Linked DNA regions of Mus musculus: region 1 is linked to region 2. A link is a contact called in public HiChIP or PLAC-seq data. All regions are on one chromosome and are shown on one strand. The core of a region is the stretch at or near the end of the contact, and the rest is flanking DNA. Distances in the headings are between cores, read along the strand shown.

Evidence for each region. HiChIP or PLAC-seq counts read pairs in DNA pulled down with a chosen protein or histone mark.
Region 1: a contact with region 2 is called in an H3K27ac HiChIP or PLAC-seq map of embryonic stem cells, with 10 read pairs. The contact joins the enhancer-like site here to the promoter of Cbr3 in region 2. A contact is called at or near these places in 2 of 39 promoter capture datasets (embryonic stem cells and frontonasal cranial neural crest), 3 of 484 Hi-C or Micro-C datasets (bone marrow-derived macrophages and embryonic stem cells), 15 of 115 datasets of contacts at active chromatin or transcription factors (the HPC-7 cell line, the SCID.adh cell line, effector CD8 T cells and 6 more) and 4 of 9 other capture datasets (adipose tissue, embryonic tail, liver and 1 more).

What each region holds. Positions count from the first base shown.
Region 1 is chr16:93,815,180-93,818,210 of GRCm38.p6, forward strand. All of the region lies in intron 1 of Gm30881 (a long non-coding RNA gene), which reads right to left. Among named protein-coding and RNA genes, the nearest start is that of Morc3, 15 kb to the right of the region's middle. Within about 2 kb of position 1,367, at least 237 of the 459 cell types and tissues checked have an H3K27ac peak or open chromatin away from gene starts, as enhancers often do. A contact at or near this core is called in the HPC-7 cell line, the SCID.adh cell line, adipose tissue and 6 more, where this site is marked.
Region 2 is chr16:93,681,208-93,684,578 of GRCm38.p6, forward strand. Cbr3 (carbonyl reductase 3) reads left to right here and starts at 2,012. Exons shown (of 3, transcript NM_173047.3): 1 at 2,012-2,406. The coding sequence starts at 2,118.

The DNA of each region.
Region 1 (3,031 bases), core at 117-2,616, 130 kb after region 2:
TCCTGCCCAGTTTGAATTCTGGTCCTTGACTTGCTTTGATGATGAGCAGTGATATGGAATCGTGAGCCAGATAAACACTTTCTTTCTCAACTTGCTTTTTGGTCATGACATTTCATCCTAACAATAGAAATCCTAAGTAAGACAAGCACCTTTTCTCTTCTTGATATCATATGCTATGCAATGGGGTGCAGTAAAGAAACTGCCAACATGACTGCTCCATTAGGGGAAAGGTGTGTTTTGTTTTGTGGGTTTTTTTTTGGGGGGGGGGGGGACAATCCAGAGGCATTTGGAAGTGTCTAGAGGAGAGAAAGGTGTGAGGGGCGGGGAGTGGGGAGGGGGCTGTAAGACCTCAGGGAGGACCAAGCATAGGGCTGTAAAGACAAGGGAGTGCACAGCTTGGGGAGGGCCTCTTGGGGGCGGGGGGGGGGGGGGATGGAAAGCCCATTTCACAAGTTCCAGAGAAATGCTGGCTGGCTTTTTTCTAACCACCACAAACCCTATAGTCTAGTTTGAGCTGATTTCTAAACAAATGGAGGACCTGTGACCTAACAGGTATCTAAAAGAGCTTTACCGATTTCTGCAAACACATACTACTTAATCTATATTTATTACCGGTTCCTCCTACATAAACTTATCCAAGGGGAAATTTTTTTAAAAGGCATCACAAAGAAGATGTGCATGCAGATGTTCCCTGCGGCAAAGGCCTGAAGGGTGGCGTGAGGGCTCGGGCTAACTGAGCTTGATTGGCTTTCACAGCATGCTCTGTCCTGGCAGACGTCCATACCTCAGCTTCTAGGTTTTGTTTTGTCTGTTTTGTTTTGTTTTTGGTACGGAGTCATCTATCTTCCTGCCTCCACCTTTTACATGTGATGATCACAGCTGTGTGCGATGATTCTCATGACCACTCTGTATAGGAAGGAGCTCAAACCCAGGGCTAAGCCAGCCCTCTGCCAACCCAGCCACATCTCCAGGCTCTCGGTGCCTCGGGTTGATATTTTCTTTCTTCCTAATGAACGAGTTTCAATACCCACATTGAAGCCAGTTCAATTCCTCCCAGAAGTGGTGAAATTGACCCAAAGAACCACTACACTGAGACAAGCAGTGTTTTGGCAGGGGCGGTGCTGGCCGAGGGTAACAGGCACAAATAGCAACACTCTTGGTATTCTTCTAACAGGCCAGCGTTTAGGAGACAAAGACCTTCAAGGGTGTTGGTGTGAGTGAAGGCTGTGTGTGCAGGCATGAAGAGATCCCTCCTACCGGGCCCGCCTCACTTGCAAGGTTTCGATTCTTACTGTCCTGTTAGCATTTCTAAGGCAGCAGAGCCAAGGCTCAGAGCAGAGCCAGGAACTGAAACCAAACTCTCTCAGACTTTAGAACTCTGCACTCTCAACCTCAGCTCCGAGAAAGCGGAACAGGAAAGAGGCATCCGCTACAGCTACAGCGAAAGCTGGTTTGTTCTGGTTTCTTGGGCCACACCACCCATCTCTGACTTCCTGGAAACCCGCCAAAGCTGGGGCCACAGCATAGAGGAGGAGGAAGGCACAGAAGGAAATGAAGTAGAATGGGGCCAATCCACTGAACCTGGGAGCCAGTTGCCTTCCTTGATGAGTGTCAAGGAATACCACTCAATGCCACTGGTAAAAAGCCACATATCTGCAGAGATAATATATGTTCCTAAAGACAGCTCACACATAGCAAAAACAAACGCTTGAGATGCCTTCTTAACATATCAAAGTGAACTTGGCTCCCAGGTTCTCCCAGAATCCTTTGGTCTGCATGCCCTCCCCCCTCCCCTAAACTTCTCTAGTCCAGCTGACTGGGCTGCTGCTCATCCCTAGAGAATCCAACCATCTTGGTTACTGCTCCTCTTTTGGACATCCTGGATATTACAGCCGGCTCCCTTCTCTCTCCTCTCCCTTCCTGAGTCCTCCCTCCTCTCACATGGCTCAGAATCAGGTGTCCACTCTAGGCTCTTCCGGAAGTCCCTGCCTCTGATTATGCCGTCCCTTTTATCTGTAATAAACCTTCTCCTGCCGGGCGTTGTGGAGCAGACTTTTAATCCCAGCCCTCGGAAGGCAGAGACAAGCAGATCTCTGAAAGTTTGAGAACAGCCTGGTCTACAGAGTGAGTTCTAAGACAGCCAGGGCTACACAGAGAAACCCTACCTCAGTGATAATAATAATGGATGATGATGATGATGATAAACCTCCTCCTCTACCATACATAGGAGCAATCACATTCTTTCCATTCTCGTTTCTTCTTACATCCATACTGTGCTCACTTGGGGTCAGAAGATTTGTAACCCTGAGTTTCAACCTGTTGATACTGTGTCTAAAACCTAGCTACACACTTCCAGGAGCCATGGGAACAGTTCCGTTCACAAAAGGAAAGTCAGAAGGAAATCAAGTCAACAAGCACAAAGCTTTTTCTTAAGGTTTAAGCTTTGTTTAACCTTTTTCAGATGGGTAGTAAATTATGCTCTTTAAACAATGTAACTGGCCGGGGCGTGGTGGCACATGCTTTTAATTCCAGCACTTGGGAGGCAGAGGCAGAGGCAGGTGGATTTCTGAGTTCGAGGCCAGCCTGGTCTACAAAGTGAGTTCCAGGACAGCCAGGGCTATACAGAGAAACCCTGTCTTGGCAGGGGGGGGGGGGCGGGGGGGGCACGATGACGGGGGACGACAAGGGTGGGGGGGACAATGTAACTGAGAGAGCCACAGGGTCCACAGATGCGACTCTCCCTTGAGAAGCCCATCCACCACAGTTGTATTAGACTTTCCCAGAGTGCCTCTCTTTGTATTAACCCCCGTGCTTAATCTGTGTCATAAACTGCAACTCTGCTTCATATTGCTTGTCCTAACGTTCTTCTCTACAGTGAGGGAAAAAAAAAAAAACAAAAAAACAAAAAAACAAAAAAAATCTGTAATAGGACCCAATGCCCTCTTCTAGTGTTTCTGAAGACAGCTACAGTGTACTCATACAAATAAAATAAATACATCTTAAAAAAATAAAAAGGAGTGTGTATGTTCTC
Region 2 (3,371 bases), core at 762-3,261:
ACCTGCTCTCAGCTCTGATCCTAAAGAAATTTATCCTGGGGGCATTTTGAGTGACCACGGCCTGGAAACACAGAATTAGGATCCCCAATTTATGTTCCAACTCAGAAGCACTTTCCCGAGGGTTTTATAGTTTCCCAGAGGATGTCATGAATCTTTGAAATCCATGGATGGGCACAGCAGAGAGGCAGGTACAGTGAGACGGAGCTGTTCTGTGGGCCCAAGATGCTACCTCAGGACATTCTTAGCTCTCGGATTGCTGGAAGCCAGTGTCCCACCGCGTCAGTAGCATCTAAGAGGCTTTTATTTATTATCACGAGATGTTGGCTCAGATTTGACAAGGAGAAGTTGTTCCAGAAGCTAAACCTAGTCCAAGATACTTAACCTCTGAACCTGCAGAATCCCAGTCTCCCCACAGCAGCCTGTCCTTCAGTCTCTTCAGGCACAGAACTCCTTCCAGGAGTCTTGTAGACAGCCAGGCACAACTTCTTCTCAGGAATTCTCATTCACAAGGATATGCTAGGCAAGTGCTCCATCACCGAACTACACTCTGAACTCCCCACTGGTCTTTAGGAGAGAAAGCAGAAAAAGTTGTCCCGGACTCTGTAAATGTTACTCCCATTGCTGCCTTGATCACATAACCAAAGAAAAAGCGATTTAAGAGCGGGTTTATCCTGGCTCACAGTTCGAGAGTCCAACACTGTGGGGTCCTAACCACATGAGCATAAGACAGATGGTCAAACTGTGTGTGGGGGTTGGGAGGAAGGGGGCGGGGTTCCCGTGTATGCAGAGGTCAGAGGTTGACAAATGTCTTCTGCTATTCATCTCTTCCTGATTCTTTGAGGCAGGGTCTCTCACTTGAACCAGACCTTGCAGACTTGGCTAATCAGCTCGCCTCCGGAAATCCTGCTTCTGGGGTCACACAGCAGCCACACTGCCCCACGTTGTGTGGAGCGGGGATTTGAACTCTAGTCCTCATAACCTTCACCCACGGAGCCAGCTCCACAGCCTTGGCCCAGCTCACTTTCTCCGTTTCATTCAGTCCAGCATCCCAGTCCCTGGAACGGTACTGAGCTTAGGGTGGGCCTCCTACCCCAGTCAGCCTAACTGAGAAACTCCCTCAGAGACAGGCTGAGAGAGAGGTCTGTCTCCTAGATCCTCTCAAGTTAACATCACAGGCAGGCTAGGCCCCCACAGAGCTCACCTTCCTCACCTCATTTGAAACAGAAGGTGGAGTCCGTAATAAGAGGCTAAGGCAGTTTGGCCGGATCAGCTCGGGAAACGCTGAATCACTGTGAGTGAGGACTTAATTGTCCTTCAACCTCACAATCCCTAGCCAAGTAGGATCAGCACAGACTCGATTCCACCCAAGAAGGGAGGAGGTCTGATTGCGTGCCCACACTTAGACACGCCTGGAATTTTGTTCGTAGGTTCAGCATCTCCTTGGGAGATGACTCGCATAGACTGAGACCAATGCAGATCTATCTGCATACCCAGTACACTTGGAATAAACCAAAGACCGGCACTGAGGACTCCCGTACTACTCAAAACAGTTCGATAAACATGAGCCTTCTCTCCCACGTGGGGGCGCACCGAGACCTCCAGCCGCGAGGGCTCGCCCACACCTGTTCAGTCTACTCCCAGGCACTGTTCCCTGAAGTCCCTGAGCAAACCGCGGGGTGTGTTAAGTAATCTCAGAGCGAGTTCCGCAGAAGCAAACATTTGCATTCTGCAGAGAACGACGGGTTCTCGCCCAAGAAAATTACGGAGCATTTGTTTTCCTCCTTTTGAAGTTTCCCCAAAATAGTTGTTTCAATCCGACTGCCACGAGTCCTGCTGACCCCTTCCTTTGGGAGCAGCGCTTGTCCCTGACCACTGCTTAGCTCGGAACCAGGATCTCTACACTGGCCGGCGGGCGGGCGGGCAGGCGAGCGGGAGGAGGCGGACCCTTCGGGAACAGACGGCTCCTCCTCAGAGGGGAGGGACAGGCTTCTCAAGGCCTTGCTCTCTAGCAGTCGCAGCGCCGGGTCCCAGAATCTAGTCCTACGCCACGGTTTTGACCACGCGTGACCCGCTGCCCAGCCGGCCCGGCCATCAGGTGGTCCGTGTGTCCCTCTGACATGTCGTCCTGCAGCCGCGTGGCCCTGGTAACTGGGGCTAACAAAGGCATCGGCTTTGCGATCACGCGTGACCTGTGTCGGAAATTCTCCGGGGACGTGGTGCTCACGGCGCGGGACGAGGCGCGGGGCCGCGCGGCGGTGCAGCAGCTGCAGGCGGAGGGCCTGAGCCCACGCTTCCACCAGCTGGACATCGACGACCCGCAGAGCATCCGTGCGCTGCGCGACTTTCTGCGCAAGGAGTACGGGGGACTTAACGTGCTGGTCAACAACGCGGGCATCGCCTTTAGAAGTAGGTGTGGGGCTCCAGGAGGAGGTGTCCCGGGGTTTTCCGAGGGTGCTGGGCAGTGAGCCTCTGGGATCCGGAGGCTGCGCCATCCCGCCTGGGTGCACCCGGCTCGCGCTCTGCGTGGCGAGTTCCCCCGTGCGGTGACTCGGGTGCGGGCCCGCCCAGGCACCCCACTCCATGCCCGACCCGGCCGGCGGCCTGTGCGGGCCTGTGCTCCGCCGGAGGCCCTCCTTGGAACTTTCAGCTGCGCCTGTTTGGAAGAAAACCGGTCTCTTGGGAGGGGACCACGCCTTGTCAAGCTCATCAGCTTTCTGTCCCACGCACGAAGGCTTTTCTCAGAGAAGGGTCTTCCAAAAAAATAGGGTTGGAGCTTTCGCTTCGCGTGAAACAAGGGCGAATTCATAGATGCCAGTAGATATCTGCTGAGGACAGGAAATGGGTCGCCCGGACACAATTAGCGCCCTGGCACGATAGTGGGTTTCCTACCCGCTTTAATGGAGCGTTTTGAGAGGCTCTGGCAAAAAGGAAGCGAGCTCTGCTTCCCTCCTCCTCGGGGAACTAGGTTTGTTATTAAACTTGCAAGTGCGGTTTGGAAATCATCTTCCTTTAGGGGAAAAAAAACCCAAAAAAACAAAACAAGATCGCTTACTCTAACAAATGTCCAATTAGCAAAATTATCCAGTTGCCATGTGCTGGAACTGAAACAAACATTCCAGCTTCACTGAAAATGCTGAGAGAGCCGGAGACTAACGAGGGAGGGAGACTATTGTGCAGCCGAAAACTCTCCAGTTGGCCCTGGACACCCATAGGCGCCTTGCGTGAGAGCCAAGACACCCTTGTACCCGCACTTCCAAACTCTGGCATGTGGGCTTTGGGGAAGGGGAGGGGCGAGCTCACCACCTCAGCCACTCTCAGCGTTGTCGGATGGAAGGTTTGGTGAATTATGGCCCTGGAGGTTCATACTTAAA